Regions from separate parts of the Mus musculus genome. Here region 2 is linked to region 1. A link is a contact called in public Hi-C data. All regions are on one chromosome and are shown on one strand. Each heading gives the region's core, a stretch centred on a gene start, on an enhancer-like site or on the middle of the called end of the contact. The rest is flanking DNA. Distances are from core to core; before and after follow the strand shown.

What was found. Hi-C and Micro-C count contacts between places; a contact is called where the count stands out from the background.
Region 2: a contact with region 1 is called in a Hi-C map of the P5424 cell line, with 1.9 times the contacts expected there. The contact joins the promoter of 1700125H20Rik here to the enhancer-like site in region 1. A contact is called at or near these places in 6 of 39 promoter capture datasets (cranial neural crest, hematopoietic stem and progenitor cells, liver and 2 more), 1 of 15 datasets of contacts at CTCF or cohesin (the NIH/3T3 cell line), 6 of 484 Hi-C or Micro-C datasets (the AML12 cell line, the BV-2 cell line, the P5424 cell line and 3 more), 2 of 115 datasets of contacts at active chromatin or transcription factors (bone marrow-derived dendritic cells and double positive thymocytes) and 1 of 9 other capture datasets (adipose tissue).

Annotation. Positions count from the first base shown.
Region 1 is chr11:85,091,503-85,096,580 of GRCm38.p6, forward strand. All of the region lies in intron 2 of Usp32 (ubiquitin specific peptidase 32), which reads right to left. It also overlaps the pseudogene Gm51870. Among named protein-coding and RNA genes, the nearest start is that of Usp32, 46 kb to the right of the region's middle. Within about 2 kb of position 3,674, at least 7 of the 459 cell types and tissues checked have an H3K27ac peak or open chromatin away from gene starts, as enhancers often do.
Region 2 is chr11:85,168,734-85,173,715 of GRCm38.p6, forward strand. 1700125H20Rik (RIKEN cDNA 1700125H20 gene) reads left to right here and starts at 2,363. Exons shown (of 6, transcript NM_028589.1): 1 at 2,363-2,494; 2 at 4,101-4,202; 3 at 4,455-4,630. The coding sequence starts at 2,444.

The sequences.
Region 1 (5,078 bases), core at 2,424-4,923:
ACAACCACTTTGGAAATCAATTTGGCAGTTTCTTAGAACATTGTGAATAGTTCTATCCCAAGACCCAGCTATACCACTCCTGGGCATATACCCAGAACATGGTCCCCCTATACCACAAGGACACTTGCTCAACTATGTTCATAGCAACTTTATTCATAACAGCCAGAAACTAGAAACAACCTAGATGTCCCCTCAACTTAAGAATAGATAAAGAAAATGTGGTAATCTATACAACTGAATATTACTTGGCTATTTAAAAAAATGAAATAATGAATTTGCAGGCAAATGGATGGAACTAGAAAATATCATCCTGAGTGAGGCAACCCAGATCCAGAAAGATGCTCACTTATAAATAGACATTATCCATAAAGTATAGGATAACCATGCTACAATCCACAGACTCAAAGAAACTAAGTAATAAGCTAGGCCCAGGGGAGGATGCATGAATCTTAATTAAAAGGGGAAATAAAATAGACATCAGAGGTAGATGGCGTGAGAGAACTAGGGATTGGGGTTGGGAAACCAGGAATGGGAATCAGGTGTGATGAAAGAAAGGGAAGGTGGGAAAGGGCTGGGAGAGAGAAAAGAAATTGGTGGGGGGCATCTATGGGACTAGCTGGAGGCCTGGGATTGGGGAGCTTCAGGGAGTCTATGGGGTTGACCTAGCTGAGACTCCTAGCAGTTGGGGATACGAAAACTAAAGTGGCCACCTCTGTAACCAGGCAGGACTTCTAGTCAAGGGTACATCAATCCACTCACAAACCTAAGACCCAAATCTGTCCTGCCTAGAAGATGTGCAGGATAAAGATGGAGCAGAGATTGAGGGAATGGCTAACCAATGACTGGCCCAACTTGAGATCCCCCCCATGGGAGGGAGCCAACCCCTGAAACTATTAATATTAATCTCCTATGCTTGCAGACAGGAGCCTAACATAACTATCTCCTGTGAGGTTACATCCAGCAGCGGATGGAAACACATGCAAAGACTTATAGCCAAAAATCAGGTGGAGCTCAGGGAGTTTTGTGAGAGAATTGAGGATGGAATGGATTTCGGGAACTGGAGGGGCTGAGGACGTCACAAGAAGACCTACAGAGTCACCTAACCTGGGCCCATGGGGCTCAGAGAAACTGAACCACCAACCAAAGAGCATGCTGGTGCTAGACCTAGGCCCCCTACACATTTGTTGCAGATAAGCAGCTTGGGCTTCATGTGGGTCCCCTAACAATTAGAGCAGGGGCTTGGCTCTAATTCTGTTAACTTCCTTCCATTGGATCTCTTTCTCCTATCTAGACTGCCTGATCAGGCCTCAGTGGGAGAAGATGTACTTAGTCCTGCTGCAACTTGATGTCCTAGGGTACCGATGGGGGGCTTCCTCTTCTCTGAGAAATGGATGGAATTTGTTAGGGAGGCACTGGGAGGTGAGGAGGGAGGAGGGCTTCAACTGGGATGTAGGTAAGTGGATAAATAAGTGGAAAACAAAAAGACTTGAAGTGGAAACTTCCAGTTTCTTTCGAAAGCTATGTCAAATGATGGTTTGCTGGGGCACACAGGTGAAAGGATATCTTGCTAAAGCAAACAGGTGAAAGAATGTTTTCCTAAAGCAGACACAGGTAAAAAGAATGTTTATGTTCTGATATAGCAAACATGCGAAAAGACCTGGGATGAAGGAGTACAAATATGACCCCACAGACAGTGGGAAACAAGCACTGAGTTTTGGTTTGGTTTGTTCCACCTCGCTATTCTTCCCCAAAGACATGCATGTATTGGCTTGCCTTACATAGCATTGTTGAGCTCAACTTGTGATAATACTACATCAAAGAAACTTGCTCAAGAACTGCTCTCAAAGTTCCTGCAGCAGCCTGCAGCTTGCTTCTGTGGCCTTGCCTCAGGCCAATTGGCTAGTCTGGCAGCTTCTTAAGGACTATACTGTAGTTGCCAGTTCATGGCTGGTGTCTGCCTGCCTAGAGGACTGGATTCAGCAGCTGCAGAATTGTATTTGGTGTTTGCTATGAGAGTGAACTGCTGCCAAAGAACTATTGCTGAACTATGTGTCCACTTCACTTATATCCTAATAATTTGTCTATTACTTCTGCTGGGTGGTGGCTAGATGATAGGTTAAACCCTTATTAAAAGTAGGTTGCAGGCTGGAGAGTTGGCTCAGCAGTTAAGGGCACTGACTGCTGTTCTGGAGGTCCTGAGTTCAAATCCCACAACAACATGGTGGCTCACAACCATCTGTAATGGATGCCCTCTTCTGGGGTGTCTGAAAACAGCTACAGTGTACTTCCATATAATAAATAAATCTTTTAAAAGGTTGCAAAAAATTTATGCCAATACTTATTAAACTCAAAAAAAATTTTATAGTGTCTGATTTTTTTAAAAAAAGATTTGTCTATGTGTCTGTGTCTGTGTGTGCATGCGCATGCCATGTGTGTATGGGTGCCCATAGAAGCCATAATGGGAGTTGGATCCCCTAGAGCTGGAGATGAAGGCAGCTGTGATGTGGATGTTGGGAAGTGAACTCAGGGCTTCTGGAAGAGCAAAAGCACTCTTAACCACTGAGCCATTTCTCCAGTGTGTCTAATCTTGATAGTTATATTTCAAGAAAGAAGTATGCAGTCAGAAAAAAAAAAAAACGGTCATATGAGTATTACTCTGAGGAATTTAAAATGGGACAGGAGAATAATTTCTACATTTATTAAATAACATCATTCTATAAATGTCAATCAAAGAATAATCAAAAATTTATACTTTGGTTTGGAAAGAAAAATACATTTTCTTAGTTTTCAAATACAGAAACAGAACACTCTGCATGGTATATTTCTCTGACGTCTTGAAATTCAGTAGTTCCCTATAAAGAGAAGTGACTGTATGTGAGTTTTATCCTGTCCAAACCTATGGACTCTAGATAATTTATATTGAAATTACCTAGATAATTCAGACTGAGTGAAGAGCAAAACTAAGCTTTAACCCAAGTAATTCACAAATCTTTCTAGTTATCTGAAATAAACAAATCATTCCCAATGTACACCCATACTAACCAGTCATTTATTAAAATGACTAAAATACAGGAAACTTTTTTTAGTCATTTATAATTAGATTTCCCCTGGCTAGCCCCAAAACTCTACTTGAATTATAATGTGACAAAATATTGAGTAATTAACAATAATAATTATAAGATGATTTAAACACATACTACTACAAATGTTTGTGTGTATTTTCACCTATATTGCCAGGAACCAGTCCAGCGCCAGGACTGAGGAAATGCATGGGTACACCAGCCATTTTCAAGGACAAAACTTAATTTTACGAAAATAAAAGTTGTTTATTTTTGGTAATATTTATCTTTCTTTGTTGGGGGGGGGGGGGTGAGACAGGGTTTCTCTGTGTAGCCCTGGCTGTCCTGGAACTCAACTCTGTAGACCAGGCTGGCCTCAAACTCAGAAATCCTCCTGCCTCTGCTTCCCAAATGCTGGGATTAAAGGCCCGGCAATATTTACCTTTCTTTACCTCTTTGCTATTCTAAGGCAAGAAGCTGCCGGTTTTTGATAACTCCTGCTGTTCAGCAGCAGGGGATTAAGAAAAGGAATTAGCTGTCTTCTCTACCCTGGGAGCAGCTCTCCCCTTCTCCCTGAAAATGTATGCCTGCTCCAAATTCCTCTCTGCCCGCCCCCAGATCGGGAGCACCTCTCAGCTGCTGAGTTGTTGCTGTCTGCAGTGGACTAACTTGACCACAGATGACAACAGATGAAAGACTCAGGAGCTTGGAGGTCTGGCGGCCTCTGACCTCACTAATCCCTAGCTGCAGCTCCCAAACCAGCACCATTTCAGGGACATCAACACAGCTGCCAAGTTCATTGGAGCTGGGGCTGTGATAGTTGGGGTGGCGGCTCTGGTGCAGCGACTGGGACTGTTTTGGCAGTCTCATCATTGACTATGCAAGGAACCCTTCTCTGAAGCAACCCTTCTTGTATGTATTCTGGGCTTTGCCCTCCTCAGAGTCCATGGGGCTCTTTTGCCTAAAGGTGGCCTTTCTCATCCTCTTCACCACGTGAAGCAGCTATCTCCACTTCCACCTCCCATGGTTCTTTTGCGTCTTGTCTGCCCTGTATGTTCCTTTCCCAAAAAGTCTGGGGAAAGTGCTTGGCTCAGGGTTTAACAGAGAGAAGACAAATAAATACTGTACTAATAAGAAAAAAGAAAAGAAAAGGAATTAGCTTATTCAGTCTCTTTGTTCTTTTATTGGGAGCCCCTAACTGATTAGCTAAAGGTTAAAAGTCTCATTAGTTTTTTTGTGAGTCAGAGAAAAAGGAAAAGAAAGTCACACACACAGAAAGAAAAACTCACTCATTCTGAATGGAGCAAAAGAAAAAAAAAATAAGCTCCAACCTTTATTGCTGAGAGAAAGAAACACTTTTCCATTATTGTCATTCTTCTTAGCTCTTATTCTTAGTTAGCTCTTATGCTGTCTCAGGATAACTGATCACATAGTTTTCCAAGCAGCTTTACATTCTGTAAGTTCATAGCAAGTTAAGGATACTAATTCAAGTCATAAATCAATAAGGAGTTACAGCAGAAATGTTTATGTATGTTTCCATTAAAATTAGTACCTGACTAAATATTCATTATCTATTATTAACTCCATAAATTCATTAAAAGTTTAAAACAATAATTCTTATATTCTAAGAATTATTATGTTTTGCAAAGAGGCAGACTAACTTCCTTGTGTTTCATTAGTTTGGAAGATATATATATATATATATATATATATACACATACATACATACACATACATACACATACCAATCAGAATTTTATTTTCTGTCCTTGCACCTACAATAAATTGTCCATTCCCAGTTTATGACCTTCAGTTACCAGACAGTGATCTCATAGCTAACCTAGAAAGAATGTTTTCCCTGACTGTAAATTGTTCCAAGCCTGCTTTCTTATCCGAGTGCAATTAGCCATGACACATGAAGGTTTGCAGAGCTCTAATTGCAGCTTTCATACTATAGAGGCCTCAAAATTACTTGTATAAATTTAGGAATTCTATAGAATCATTATTAGGAATTTTGGA
Region 2 (4,982 bases), core at 1,113-3,612, 76 kb after region 1:
TGTCGGTTCAGGCTACTCCCCAGGCTTGAGAGTAAGCCATCATGTAAATAGGGCAGCCATGCAGAGCTTGGGACTTACTGGAGGCTTTTGGAGTGAAAGGGGTTGGAGAAGAGAGTGAATGAAGAGACCAGAATAGCTAAGCCTTTTGTTTTTAAAACATCTGTTTCTTTTTCAAATGTAGGTGTGTGTATATACAAGTAATATACACATGTATGTGTTTATTCAAATCTTTTTAAAATTTTTTTCAGTGTTATTTCATATCTCATGCCACTTTTGGATGATGTATGTGACAATTTTGGGGGTTTGGGGTTTTGTTTGTTTGTTTGTTTATTTGTTGAGACAGAATATCCATGTAGTCTGGGTGACTAAAACTGAATCTGTACTGACAATAGGCCAGGCTGGACTTGAACTTGTAATAGTCTTCTCCCTTCTCCAGAATGCTGAGATTACAGGCATGTGCGTCTGGTTTCTGTAGTGCTGGGCATGAAACCCAGGACATTCTGCGTGATAAGAAAGCACTCTGCCAACTATCCCCCTCCTAGTTTGTCCTCCCACTCCAGTCTTTCCACTGTCTCTTCATAATACATTTTTAAGTTTTGTTTTTTGAGACAAAATTGTGCTGTGTTGTCCAGACTGGCCTTGACCTTACAACAGTCCTAGGTCTTGTGCCTTCCTGGACACGACTATTACAAGGTCCCGCCCTGGCCAGCTTAGCAGCAGGACAGAGGAAGCAGAATGAGGGCCATCCCCTGGGGGCTTTTGGAGCATATACTCCAACACCTTTTTAGTGCATATTCAAAAACGGAACCGTGTGCACATGCTGCTGCTCTCAGCTCAGGAGCTTTAGGCGTAGAATAGCACTTGGACACGGGGGACAGATATGTGACATAACATTTTATTTATCCTAGTGACATCTTCAGAATGCCACTATTGTCAATTTTTTTCTCCTTAAGGCTCTCCCCAGGATGGACAGAGGTAATGCATGTTCTACATTTTCAAACACATTGTTTACTGACAATTTTATAGAGTGTCTAGGAGGCTTTCTTTTGCCTTCCTCTTACCAACATGGTTGTCCTTAGCTGTGAAATAATCCTCAGGGAGCAGGTCTTCCAAAGTGAAGCAGAGAAGTAGGGACTTTGATTGTCCCCATCTCCTCTCCACAATTTGCTAAACATAATAGTACAGAGAATAGTTTATTTCTGGACAGAAAAGGAACTCGCCCCAAACCCCAGGGTCTCCTGGCCTGTCCAGCCTTGGAGCTGGTAAGAGCTGCCATGTCCTGACCTGTGAGGCTAGATGGACAGAGGGAAGTTCTATTGGCTGACCCAGAGGCCACCAAAGAATAGGGAGAACATGATCAAACTGAGCGACATCCAAGAGGCCCTGGAGATGGAACCCAGCGTTCCAGGGGAAACATGGCTTAAATGGATAAACTGCAGCTGCAACGGTCTTTTACACCGGGCAACTCGCTACGCTAGCTGGGGAAAGACACGAGGGGGCGCTGGTGCCCTGCTAGGGACAAAGCTTGTCCTGACCGAGCGGCTGAGCACCCATCAGCCGGAACCATGCCTGCAGCTCAAGACACTGCTGATAAGTGTTTGCTCGGTCGCCCCGGCCTCCCGCTGGCATGCTGGAGAAGCCAGAGCACTCCGAATCCAACCAAAAGCCTTACTTCTGTTTCAGTGGCCACTGACTTAAGGCAAGTGATAGGACCTCGGCTACCCAGGCTCATTATGAAACAGGGTCACTACTTGGCACCTACTCCCAGGAAGGTTTTGGTGAGATTAATGAAATACATGCCAGCTGGTACTTTTGTAAGTGCCCTTAAAGCAACCCAAACATCACTCCACACAATCATTTATTAACTAGATGGCTACAGGGCGCTAGCAGTGTATTTCAGTAGAGATTTATTATATTCCATTCTCTCTTTCAGCACACCTTTTAGTCCTTTGTTCTGGAAAAGACTGTTACAACTCTCCCCTCCCCGCCCCCGCGCCCCCAATACACACACTTTCTCTCTCAATAAGCCTCCGGAATAACTGCGGAGTGGTGTCCATCCAGGAAAATTACTTCAGAAACTTTACCGAGGTTTAAAATCAATAGCTTCTGGCCAGAGGTGTGCCATTTGGTCCTAGTCAGCTGTAAGCACTGACACACAACCCCCCCAAAAAAAAGTGGGGTGGGGGGGACAGCACACGTGGCTCACTGACTTACCTAGTCCAGATCCCAGCTGAAGGAGATAGTTGGCTGCCACCCTGAGGCATGAGTGAACAGGGTAGAGAGGGGCCTGAGCTCTGTGTTGGCAGTTGCCATGGTTTTGCTCCGAGTTCTGGAGCCAACCTGCCCACTACCTGGGGCACTCAGGTCACAGAAGCAGTAAGTTAGAAGTCTGTGGGGAACCTGAGACTGTGCTATCCTGGTGTCTGCCCACCCAGCTGTTGAGATGGAAGCCTCAGATTGGCAAGGGGGTGAAGGAGACAAGCCACTAGAGAAGGTGAAGTGAGGCTGGGATGTGAGGGAACCAGGGAAGGGCTGGTTTTGGAAAGCCACGAACATGAAATTCAAGGAAGGAGACAAGATGAGAAAATGGTGGAGTATGTGGGTTGGCAAAAGCCCCAAAGAACAAGAGAACACAATTCCTTCAGACAGTTGGGCCAGGGTGTAGCTCAGGAGTAGAGAGCTTGCCTGCCCTAGTCCTGGGTTTGACTCCCCAGAGCCGCAAAGCAGGGGTAAGCAAGTAGGAAACGTGTTTATCAAAGCTGTGTTTCTGTCAAGACAGTGAGAAGTCCCATTTGATCATTAGTTATAAAGGGTTACCCATGTCCATGTGAGCACACGTATGTGTTACGGTCTCTGTTCAGTTATGTGCTGTGTTTATGGAGTTAGCCAAAGTCCCCCACTCTCTACAGTTGGGGGGAACCTGTCCTGTACCTACTTTACCTAGCTTCCCTTCAGAGTGCTCTGAGTGTGGCTCTTCCTCTCCTGAACTCCAACGGCAAGTAATCCAATTGTTCTGAGAGGCTTTGAAAATGTGAGTTTAACCCTAGCACTTAGGAGGCAGAGGCAGATGGAGCTCTGTGAATTCAAGACCAGCCTGGTCTACAGAGTGAGTTCCAGGACGGCTAGGGCTGCACAGAGAAAGTGGTTTCATTGTTTGGGGGAGGAAAAAAAGCAAGCAAACAAAAAATCCTAAACAACAAACAAAAATCCCAAAACACAAGCAAACAAAAATGAAAAAAGACAAGAAACTTTAAGTTTCAAACCCAGTTAACACCAGTCTAATAATCCTGTGCTAAATCAGTAATATTTCAGACCCTTTGTCACCACTAGTTTTCAGTTCCCTTTGCTTCACTTTGTGTCACAAGTCCCTTGTTACCACCACCACCCTTTACCGGGTGCCCTTCATGCATGCCATGATGCTAACATTTAGAGATGCATAGACATTGGCCTGGCACCTCGGTATGTCCAAATGAAAGGAGACATGGGCCGGGCATGGTGGTACACACCTTTAATCCCAGCACTCAGGAGGCAAAGGCAGGCAGATCTCTGAGTTCGAGGCCAGCCTGATCTACAGAGTGAGTTCCAGGACAGCCAGGGCTACACAGAGAAACTGTGTCTCAAAAAACCAAAAAAAAAAAAAAAAAAAAAAAAAAAAAAAAAAAAAAAAAAGAAGAAGAAGAAGAAGAAAAGAAAGGAAACATGGTTGTTGCCCATCCCCCTGAGGAGTCACAGAATTCTTTCTGTGCCTGGGAGTTCTCAGTTATAACCAGAGGAAATGGTAGCTAACCTCACAGTCTTTGTGGGAAAAGAAAATTAGTAAATGTTTATCAAGAGCTTTACAATGTTTCTCAGTATAGCCAAGAATAATTATGAAAGAAATAGGTAAAATATTTTAGGTTTTCCAAGGAGAGGTTTTCAAAGATGGGGTCTTTTGGGCCAGACTCACTGACCTGGCAATGTTTTGAGAGAGGGAGGGAGAGAGAGAGAGAGAGAGAGAGATCATAGGGAAAATAAAGAAGGCCTTGGTTGTCATTTGCCAGTATCTGCCCAGCACTGGTCCTCAGGCCCAAGCCCCTCTCTGACTGTGCCCCTCCTTCCAGGTGGGGAGCGTTCCCTGTTTAGAGAGGAGCTCCAGCACCGTGCCCACGGGAGATGCTCTGGTCCGTCATGCCAAGGGCCTGAGCCAGGATACCTTCAAAATTGTAAGGAGCCAGCCTGAAACCTTGTCCCCCTAGCCTGGGAGGGATCAGGAGGCTTCTGACCCTCCTCTCCCACCACCTGATCTGTCACAGTCAGGATGGAAATGGGGAGGGGACCCACTGGAGCCTTGTGAGCACACAGCCCTTTGTGGTCCATTAAGAACTGTAGTCAGGCCAACTTGTCAGGCACTGGGGTCTGTCCACCTGCCTTTCCTCCACACCCCTCAGCCCCTCACCTTGCCTGTGACCTCTCAGTGTAAAGAATACCTGAGGCCTCTGAAGAAGTTCCTTCGAAAGTTGAACCTGCCCAAGGACCTTCCCCAGAAGAAAAGGATAAAGTATACGAAGCAGAGCCTTGAGGCCCTAGGGGGCCATATTAACACCTTTCTGCAGCATTATTGCCGAGCCTGGGAGATCAAGCACTGGAAAAAGTAGGCAGCTTCCTAGCCTTATCCCACCTCCATTCAAGATTATGCTATTGTCAAGATTCTCCAGGCATGAAGAGGGTTAAGATCCTGGGAGATAGCTGATGTTTAAAAAATAGGTCCCTCTAGCCGTCAGGATAGCACTGATTGTACCTTAGCTGTACACACAGTAGACAAAAGCCGTTCCCAAGAACCTCCAGGTGCCTCAGTGGGTAAGGCATTTGTTACTAAGCCAGATTATCTGAGTTCTATCCCTTATACTCACATGGTAGAAGGAGAAATCCACTCCTATTGGTTGTCCTCTGACCTCCACACATGCACTGTGGCAGACATACACATAGACAGACAGACAGACAGA